Regions from separate parts of the Sus scrofa genome. Here region 1 is linked to region 2. Evidence: chromatin contacts called from public HiChIP or PLAC-seq data. All regions are on one chromosome and are shown on one strand. The core of a region is the stretch at or near the end of the contact, and the rest is flanking DNA. Distances in the headings are between cores, read along the strand shown. Region 1 overlaps TRIB2 (tribbles homolog 2). Region 2 has its middle 100 kb from the start of TRIB2.

Evidence for each region. HiChIP or PLAC-seq counts read pairs in DNA pulled down with a chosen protein or histone mark.
Region 1: an H3K27ac HiChIP or PLAC-seq map of skeletal muscle shows a contact between it and region 2. The contact joins two enhancer-like sites. A contact is called at or near these places in 5 of 47 Hi-C or Micro-C datasets (embryonic fibroblasts, fetal heart ventricle, psoas muscle and 1 more) and 1 of 2 datasets of contacts at active chromatin or transcription factors (skeletal muscle).

The regions. Positions count from the first base shown.
Region 1 is chr3:124,178,264-124,181,822 of Sscrofa11.1, forward strand. All of the region lies in intron 3 of TRIB2 (tribbles homolog 2), which reads right to left. Among named protein-coding and RNA genes, the nearest start is that of TRIB2, 16 kb to the right of the region's middle. Within about 2 kb of position 1,923, at least 15 of the 83 cell types and tissues checked have an H3K27ac peak or open chromatin away from gene starts, as enhancers often do. A contact at or near this core is called in retroperitoneal adipose tissue and skeletal muscle, where this site is marked.
Region 2 is chr3:124,093,369-124,097,433 of Sscrofa11.1, forward strand. No RefSeq gene overlaps it. Among named protein-coding and RNA genes, the nearest start is that of TRIB2, 100 kb to the right of the region's middle. Within about 2 kb of position 1,488, at least 19 of the 83 cell types and tissues checked have an H3K27ac peak or open chromatin away from gene starts, as enhancers often do. A contact at or near this core is called in retroperitoneal adipose tissue and skeletal muscle, where this site is marked.

The sequences.
Region 1 (3,559 bases), core at 673-3,172, 85 kb after region 2:
ATCTATCCAAGACCCTGGAGAGTAAATCTATACAAAAAATGGGGGAACCCCGAATTGATGTTATTAAGACAAGGCTCAACCTTCAGCCCTGAAGCCTGGAGGAAGAGGTGAACGAGCCTTAGGCAGAATGAAATGGATATGAATTCTGTCCCCGGGTTCCTCCCCAGGCCCTTTGCACTTGTTTTTCTTTTCCCCTGCCTAGAATGTTCTTCCTCCAGATATGTGCCCAGCTCACTCCTGCTCACATTATTCAGTACTAGCGAAAGGAATCAGGATGGGCTTCCTGGAGGCGGTGAGACTAGAGACGGTACATGAAGACTAGAGATTCCTCAGAGTGACAAGGGAGGACAGTGGCAAGGATTTGTGTGACCAAAAACTGTCCATGACAGTGCTTATCTCTCGCAGCTTCTGGGAGGAGGAGAAAGTCCTAAGCCAGGAGCCCCAAGCAGGGCGGATAGATTGGGCTGACAGGCTGCATCCCTGCCTGGGCTTTGTAACCTGTCCCAGGCAGAGCCGGGGGACAGTCTGCTTTTCAACCTCTAATGAACAAGGCTGACATCAGGGGCAGCCTGGACCCGACGTGCAGGGCCAGGCCAGTGCCAGGCCTTGTGTCAGTGGATCCTGAGCCAGGCGAGGAAGCCAGAACCAGCAGGAGCCAGTTCCACTCCCTGCAACCCCCCATGGAGGGAGCAACCCCACTGGCCTTGGAAGCCGGGACCCTATGTGATGTCCTGCCCACCCTTCGCAGAGGCATCCGTGGCTCCCTAGGGGCCACTAAATCCAGCAGTGACCACAGGCTCTTCCAGCCTTAGTTTCCCTTCCATCAAATGAGAACCAATGGTACACAGCCTGAAAAGGGCGTTTCTGGCTTCAAACTTCCTGATTTTACCTTTTCTTTAACTCTTAAGCTATAGGGACTGCACCACTTCCTACATAACATCCTGACATTGATACAGTAATTATAGTAACAACAATAATAAGGATTATGAATTAACCATTGACCAAATGCTGGGCGTTTTTTCAGTCTGTGTGTCTACTTCCCATAACAAAATGGAGAGGCAAATATTATAAGTCCAAACTTCCTAAAAAAATAAGGAAACTGAGGCAGAGAATGAAGGTTAGAGTAACTAAAAAAAAAACTGAGCTCTGATGCAAATCAGGAAGATTCTAACACTGGTGCCCTGTCCAAAATACAGCTGCGGCATCAACATCACAGATTACTTGGTGTCAGAGACAGAGAAACAGAGAAACTTTTTTTTTTTGTTTGTTTTTAGAGCTGCACCCATGGCATATGGAAGTTCCCAGGCTAGGGGTTGAATCAGAGCTGCAGCTGCTGGCCTACACCACAGCCACAGCGACGTGGGATCTGAGCCGCATCTGCTACCCACACCACAGCTCATGGCCACGCTGGATCCTTAACCCACTGAGCGAGGCCAGGGATCGAATGTGCAACCTCATGGATCCTAGTAGGATTTGCTAACCACTGAGGCATGACAGGAACCCCTGAAAGAGAAACTTTTAAAGGAAGATCCTAGAGTTATGGAGACAAACATGGCCCCGGGTTTATTCAGCACCACATCACACACAAACGCATCAGATACAGGACCTAATGGCTGCAGTTCATGGGCTGGATGGTGGTAGCTGGTCCTGCCCATTTACTAGATGAAGAAACTCAGGTGGAGAAGGCAGACGTGACTGGTCTAAGGCCACCTGGCAAGAGTGGCAGAGCTGGGATCTAAACCCAGGCTTTGTGGTGCTCCATCCAAAATACAAACAACGGCATCCGCAAGCCAATCGTGCTTTGCTTTTCGACCTGAAACCCCACCCTGGCCTCTCAGCAGGAGGAGATCAGGACAGGGTGGGCCCGGGTGAGGCCAGGCTGGAGTTCAGCCAGACCAAGTGGGTTTGGCCTGGATGGGAAGTCCGGTGGCCTGAGGTCAGTGGAATCCAGAAGGCACTGAAGGCCTTCCGTGGGGTGGGTCCAAGCAGGCTAAGGGTCCAGGGAGAAAAGGCAGCTGCTGCCAGGTCTGGCCTTGCTGCCCTTGGCTGCCAGTCCAGTTGTCCAGCAACAGTCCCAGTTGGGGCCACCGCCAGGGGGCCGAGGAAAGACCCGTCCCAACACCAGGGGCTGTGTTAAGCTAAACTGGCAGCCTCCACTGGGAGGCCGCAGGCTGCAAAACTGCTCAATAAATCATCCCTCCTGTAATTCTCTGTTTCCTGCGTGCATAGCTTTTCCAACAGTCACCTCTGAGAGCAAATCGATGCTCCAGGTCCCTTAGATCCAGCGAACAGACCCAACACTTAGGTCAAGCAGCTCACCCATTAGCAAGAGAGCAGCAGGTAAAACCAGTAAGGGCCCCACTGCAGGGCAGGGTGAGCGCCAAAGATCTGGGAGGTGGGGAAGTTCCTGCGCCAGTTTGATGTGCTTGAAAACTGCATTTTGGAAGGATGGAGCCACTGGCCGGGAAACAGCACAGCTGGGATGAGAAACCGAAGCCGACTCAAGCTCCCAAGTGTTTCCACGGCACTGGCTGCTGAGCCAGGAAGCAAGAGCCCGGGCGCTCGGCAGGCAGGTGCACGTTCCTGCCCGACTCATCAGGGCCCCGGTGGGAACGGGGAAGCCGCTCCACCTCCGCAGGAGGACCCCACCCCCGTGATGGGAAGACCCGGACAGCGACCGAGCTGCCTCCAGCCTCCTCATCAAGAGTCCATTCCCCTCTCCTCCCCTGCTCTGAGCCCTGATCCCTGGTCACCCCCCACCGCAAATCAATGGATTCTGCCTCTCAGGAAAGCTCCCACAGGCCGTCACCTCCCACCCCCACCCCACCCCCCACTAGAGAGCGCTGGCTGCCCCGAGGGCCCACCCAACCCAGATTCTTCCAGGGAGAGCCAGGCACATCCCTCAAGGGGCAGCTCCTTGCTGCTGAGGCTGATTTGGGGTCCGGAACATTCGTATCCATGCCCCACTGGTGGGGTGGGGGCCAGGCTCAGGCCAGTCCTTCCAACCCCGCCAACCCCAGAAGCTCTGAGAGCAGCCGGTCCACACCCTGAGCCAGACAAGGATGCTTTCCTTGGCAGAGCCCTGCCACAGGGGCATCCCCAGAGGGCCCAGGCACCCGCCGAACAAGTTCAGGGAGTCAGAAGACAGTTCTGCTCTTGGTGGTGTCACTAAAACCTTATAGGGCTTGGGAAGAACCTTCCCCTCCCGACACCTGGGAGCTTGAGTCGGCTTCGGTTTCTCATCCCAGCTGTGCTGTTTCCCGGCCAGCGGCTTCATCTTTCCAAAGTGCAATTTTCCACGCACATTAAAGATAAAAGAGTTGGGTTTAAATCCCCTTTTTGGAGTTCCCGTTATGGCTCAGTGGTTAACGGACCTGACTAGTATCCAAGAGGACATGGGTTTGAGCCCTAGCCTTGCTCAGTGGGTTAAGGATCTGGCATTGCCGTGATGAGCTGTTGGTGTAGGTTCCAGATGCGGCTCGGATCTGGTGTTGCTGTGGCTCTGGCATAGGCCGGCGGCTAGAGCTCCCATTAGACCCCTAACCTGGGAACTTCCAGG
Region 2 (4,065 bases), core at 238-2,737:
TAAGAAAATGCAGAGTGGGAGGCAGGAGATCTATACTTCACAATAAATGCAGCACACTTCCTGAAAAACGTGAGTTCCCGGTTTCCTCAGAAGGGAGACGCTCCATTATGGGGAACAAAAGCGAACACATTTTTCTGTTTCAAATAGCCTGTCGTTTCCCTTTCAGCATTCAACATTCCCTGGAGATTTCTCACCCCAGAGATTAAAAACCTATGCTCTCTGTACATGAAAAACTCACTTATTCTTCATGCTCTGTGGCCTGCAGCAAAGTCTCACTCCTCATAACATCTCCATTAACTCTTACCTTCTGAGTTGTGTGTAGCTAAAAGTATCTAGTCAAATCTGGCTTTGAGAAAGTAATTTTTAGCAAGCTTGTACTAAATTATAACTCTTGTATTTTTAAGCATTCCTTTTGGGTTCCATATAAATGTAGGTTGAAAAACTGTGAGCGGGGGGAGGGGGGGGAAGCAAGACAAAAACAAAGCAGAAAACAAGCAACCAAATTTTTAAATATACATACACACGTGTATTTTATTTGAATGTACTCGTTTGCCCAGCTACGTTAGGTTTAATGCAAAGCAATTTCTCAAAGATCTCATTCTGATTTTGGAGGTGAAGAATTGCTGCTTGAGGAGGTCAATGAACCTCTCACAGGACAATAAACTAGAATTGGAATAAAAAGCTGCCTCCACACCAGGCCCTGGATCTCTCCACCGCACCACACTGCTGGTAAAAAGTGAAGCTTTTTGGAAGCAGCCTGTTTTCAAGCTGGCCCTGGGCACCTGACTTCCAACAGCAACTGTGGAAAACAATAAAGGCACTGAAATCCCCCGGGGTCCGGGGTGGGGGGCAGAAAAGGCCAGAAACAGGGGCGGTTTCCTGGATGGGCCCCTTGGGGTTCTGGGAATCCAGGACCAAAGTCAAGTCCGAGGGCCTGCCGGGCACTACGTCACTTCCGCTCGAAGGCAAGCGCTCTGCTCCCTCGTGGGGTTCCTGCGGGTCTGTGGGGACAAACCACGCTTCTGGACCTCATCTCTTGGGCTCAAGTTGGATGGAAGTAATGAAGTTGGAGATTCCAGCCGGCTGGAGGGAGGGACGGCCAACAAGTTTTGAACAAAGCCATCCTATTTCCTCCCCTGAGCATCGGCTTGAACAAAATGCTCCTTCTGCCAGAGATGACTGCCTGGGCTGAGCTGGCCCTTTGGAAAAGCCCTCCCAGACAGCAGCTGTAAATCACCCGGCTGCCTCCCTCCCTAAGCCCCAGGGCGGCCAAGGTGCAAAGAGTGATTTATCAGGCGGCTTCCAACACGGCTTAATTTGGGGAGGCAGGCTCAAGATGCCCAAGGGCTTTGCCAGCTGAGCCAGGATTCCCCAAAGAGGGAAGCAAGCAGAAGACATTTCTTGGAGGAGGGGACCCAACCTCTGGAACATCTGGGTCCCCCAGGGAGCTGGGACTTTAGGCCAGCTTTCCGTCTTCCCTCCTGCTTCTGTACGCAGAACTGGAAATCGTGGAGAGGTCCAGTCCGGAGGCAAGACGCCTTTCTCCCTCCACCCCCCAAGCTTCCTTAGACAGGAAACTTTAAATTGCTGGGATGGGCCACCCTAATTGCTACTCTTTTAATAACTCGGTTCACCCCTTGAAGTCTCTGTAAACATCTTGGAAGGAGTGTAGACCCGCAAAGAAAGGAAGCGAATGACTCACTTCTCCTTCAGGGAACTGGCTTCTGAGGAATCCGAGAAGAGTGAGTTAATCAACGCCCCCTCCCCTTAAGGCCCGCCTCTCCCAAATCCCGCGAGAGTTCCCGGAACCAACCCTCGCAGGTGTGTGCCTAATTTTCCCTGCTGCCTCCACCTGGGAGATTCTTGGTCTCCCTTCCTCTTTCTAACCACCGGGCTGCACCAGCAGAAAGCAGCAGCCCCACATTTGACTTTTTCCTTCACATCATGATTCTGGAAAGGACCTAGAGAAGTCATTTTGTTTTGTAAATAAGAATGCTGAGAGAACCCAGAGAGGTAGAAAGAGTTGCGGACGACAACTCCGCCCGGGACCAACAGAGCAAAGCCCCCCATCCCGGCCTCCGGTTTGCCCTCCCCCCAACTCCCGCCCCGTCCTGTTCCAGAGAACCCTGGGCTTTCCCTTAACCGTCCTCAGGTTTGAGATCTGGGACTTTGGGAGCCAGCCTGTCTCTGCCACATTGCAGAAGGGTTTTATATCTTTCCTCGCATCTCCATATGGAGTCAACAAGTGGAAAGAATTATTTGGAAACCAATGAAACAGAAAGGGATTGGGAAATACGCATAACTTCATCTGGACACATAGACTTATTTAAACGCCTGTCCTTGTGGTACGATGGCTTTATTTATGGTGGTTTGGGAAGTCAGATACCTGTGGTTTGCCAGAACCTCAGGTATTTGATTCAAGGGTAGGTGAGCAGGTCTCAGAGGTGTTGGCTGGTGGGTGGCAGAAATGAGAAATTTTCGATTTCCTCTGTCATGAAAAAATGGAGTTCCTGTTGTGGCTCAGCGGGGTTAAGAACTCAACTAGTATCCGTGAAGATGAAGGTTTAATCCCTGGCCTCACTTAGTGGGTTAAAGAATCCGATGTTGCTATAAGCTGTGGTGTAGATGCAGCTTGGATCCTGCATTGCTGTGCCATGGTGTAGGCCAGCAGCTGCAGCTCCAACTCCACCCCTAGGCCCCAAAAAGCAAAAAGCAAAAAAAAAAAAAACAAAAAAACAAAAAACAAAAAACAAAAAAAAAGAGTACTCCTTTGCAGGAGGGGACTGAGCTGTGGCAAGGCAGTCATCTCATTGCAAAATGACCAGCTTCAGGGCTAGCATTTTTTCTTAACATTGTGAGAGGCTCAGAACAAGAGGAAGAGAGAGGTGACCTGTTCCCAAGTACAGGACCCGAAATCCAAAGGCATCAGCAGCAGTTGTAGGTCAGATCTCAGAATCACGTGCAGCGGAGTTTAGAATGAAGCACACCAGGAGACAGAGAAGGGACTGTCTGTCTGTCTTGGGCACCACCAGGTGCCCCCAGCTGCTTCCAAGGGCTCACAGGTAAGTCGGTCTTTAGTGGGTGGAGCTTCTGAGATGCCAGTGGTAGATGGGGGCGGGGATTAACTCAAGAAGGTAGCTTCTTAGTGAACCAATGTATGATGAAGGAAGAGCTTTATTACAAATTAGTCAGGGCTAACATTGTTTTAATAGAGAGAATGATTCCTGAGAAGTTCTGAACTCTGAGGTGTTTGGGTATATGGCATTCCAGGACTTCAGCTACAAGTGGGTTCTAGTAAATGGGAATAAAGGATTAGAAAACCTAAATGGAGTAGGATGAGGGGTGAGCAAGCTGAAGTGGCCATGACAGTGGCCCCAGTGGGGCCTCAGGGGAAGTCCAAGCCATCAAAGATGTGGTTTGAGAGACACCAACCCTCAGCGATGGAGGCAGTGGTGGTGAGCGGTGTCTGACCTGGAATGTAAGCCATGGCAAGGCGCTGGGAGGCCAAGGGCATGAGAACAATCTGGGGTTTAGATAGTGCTCAAGGCCTTGGACTTTGCAGGTAGGCAGGCCTGGGTTTGAATTCCACCCATGTCATGGATGAGGCCATGGATCTCAGGCCAGTTATGTAAACTCCCTATGTCGCAGTTGTCTCATCTGGAAAGTAGGGATGATCATTTCTGTCTCATAGAGTTGGTTTGAAGATTGGTCATGGTGCTATTGTGGGTGGAGAGCTTGGCGATAAAGTGGTAGGAGAAGAAGGAGGAGGCAGGAGAGGGAGGATGGGGATGGCACTGGTGATGCGTATCCCTGAAGCTCCATGAGACCAAGGCACCTCCTGGGAATGGAAATGGCACCTCCTGGGTATAGAAATGGCCCACCCTGGGTGTGGAAATGGCACCTCCTGGGAATGGAAATGGTACCTCCTGGGTATAGAAATGGCACCTCCTGGGTATGGAAATGGCACATCCTGGGTGTGGAAATGGCACCTCCTGGGAATGGAAATGGTACCTCCTGGGAGTAGAAATGGCGCATCCTGGATGTGGAAATGGCACCTCCTGGGAA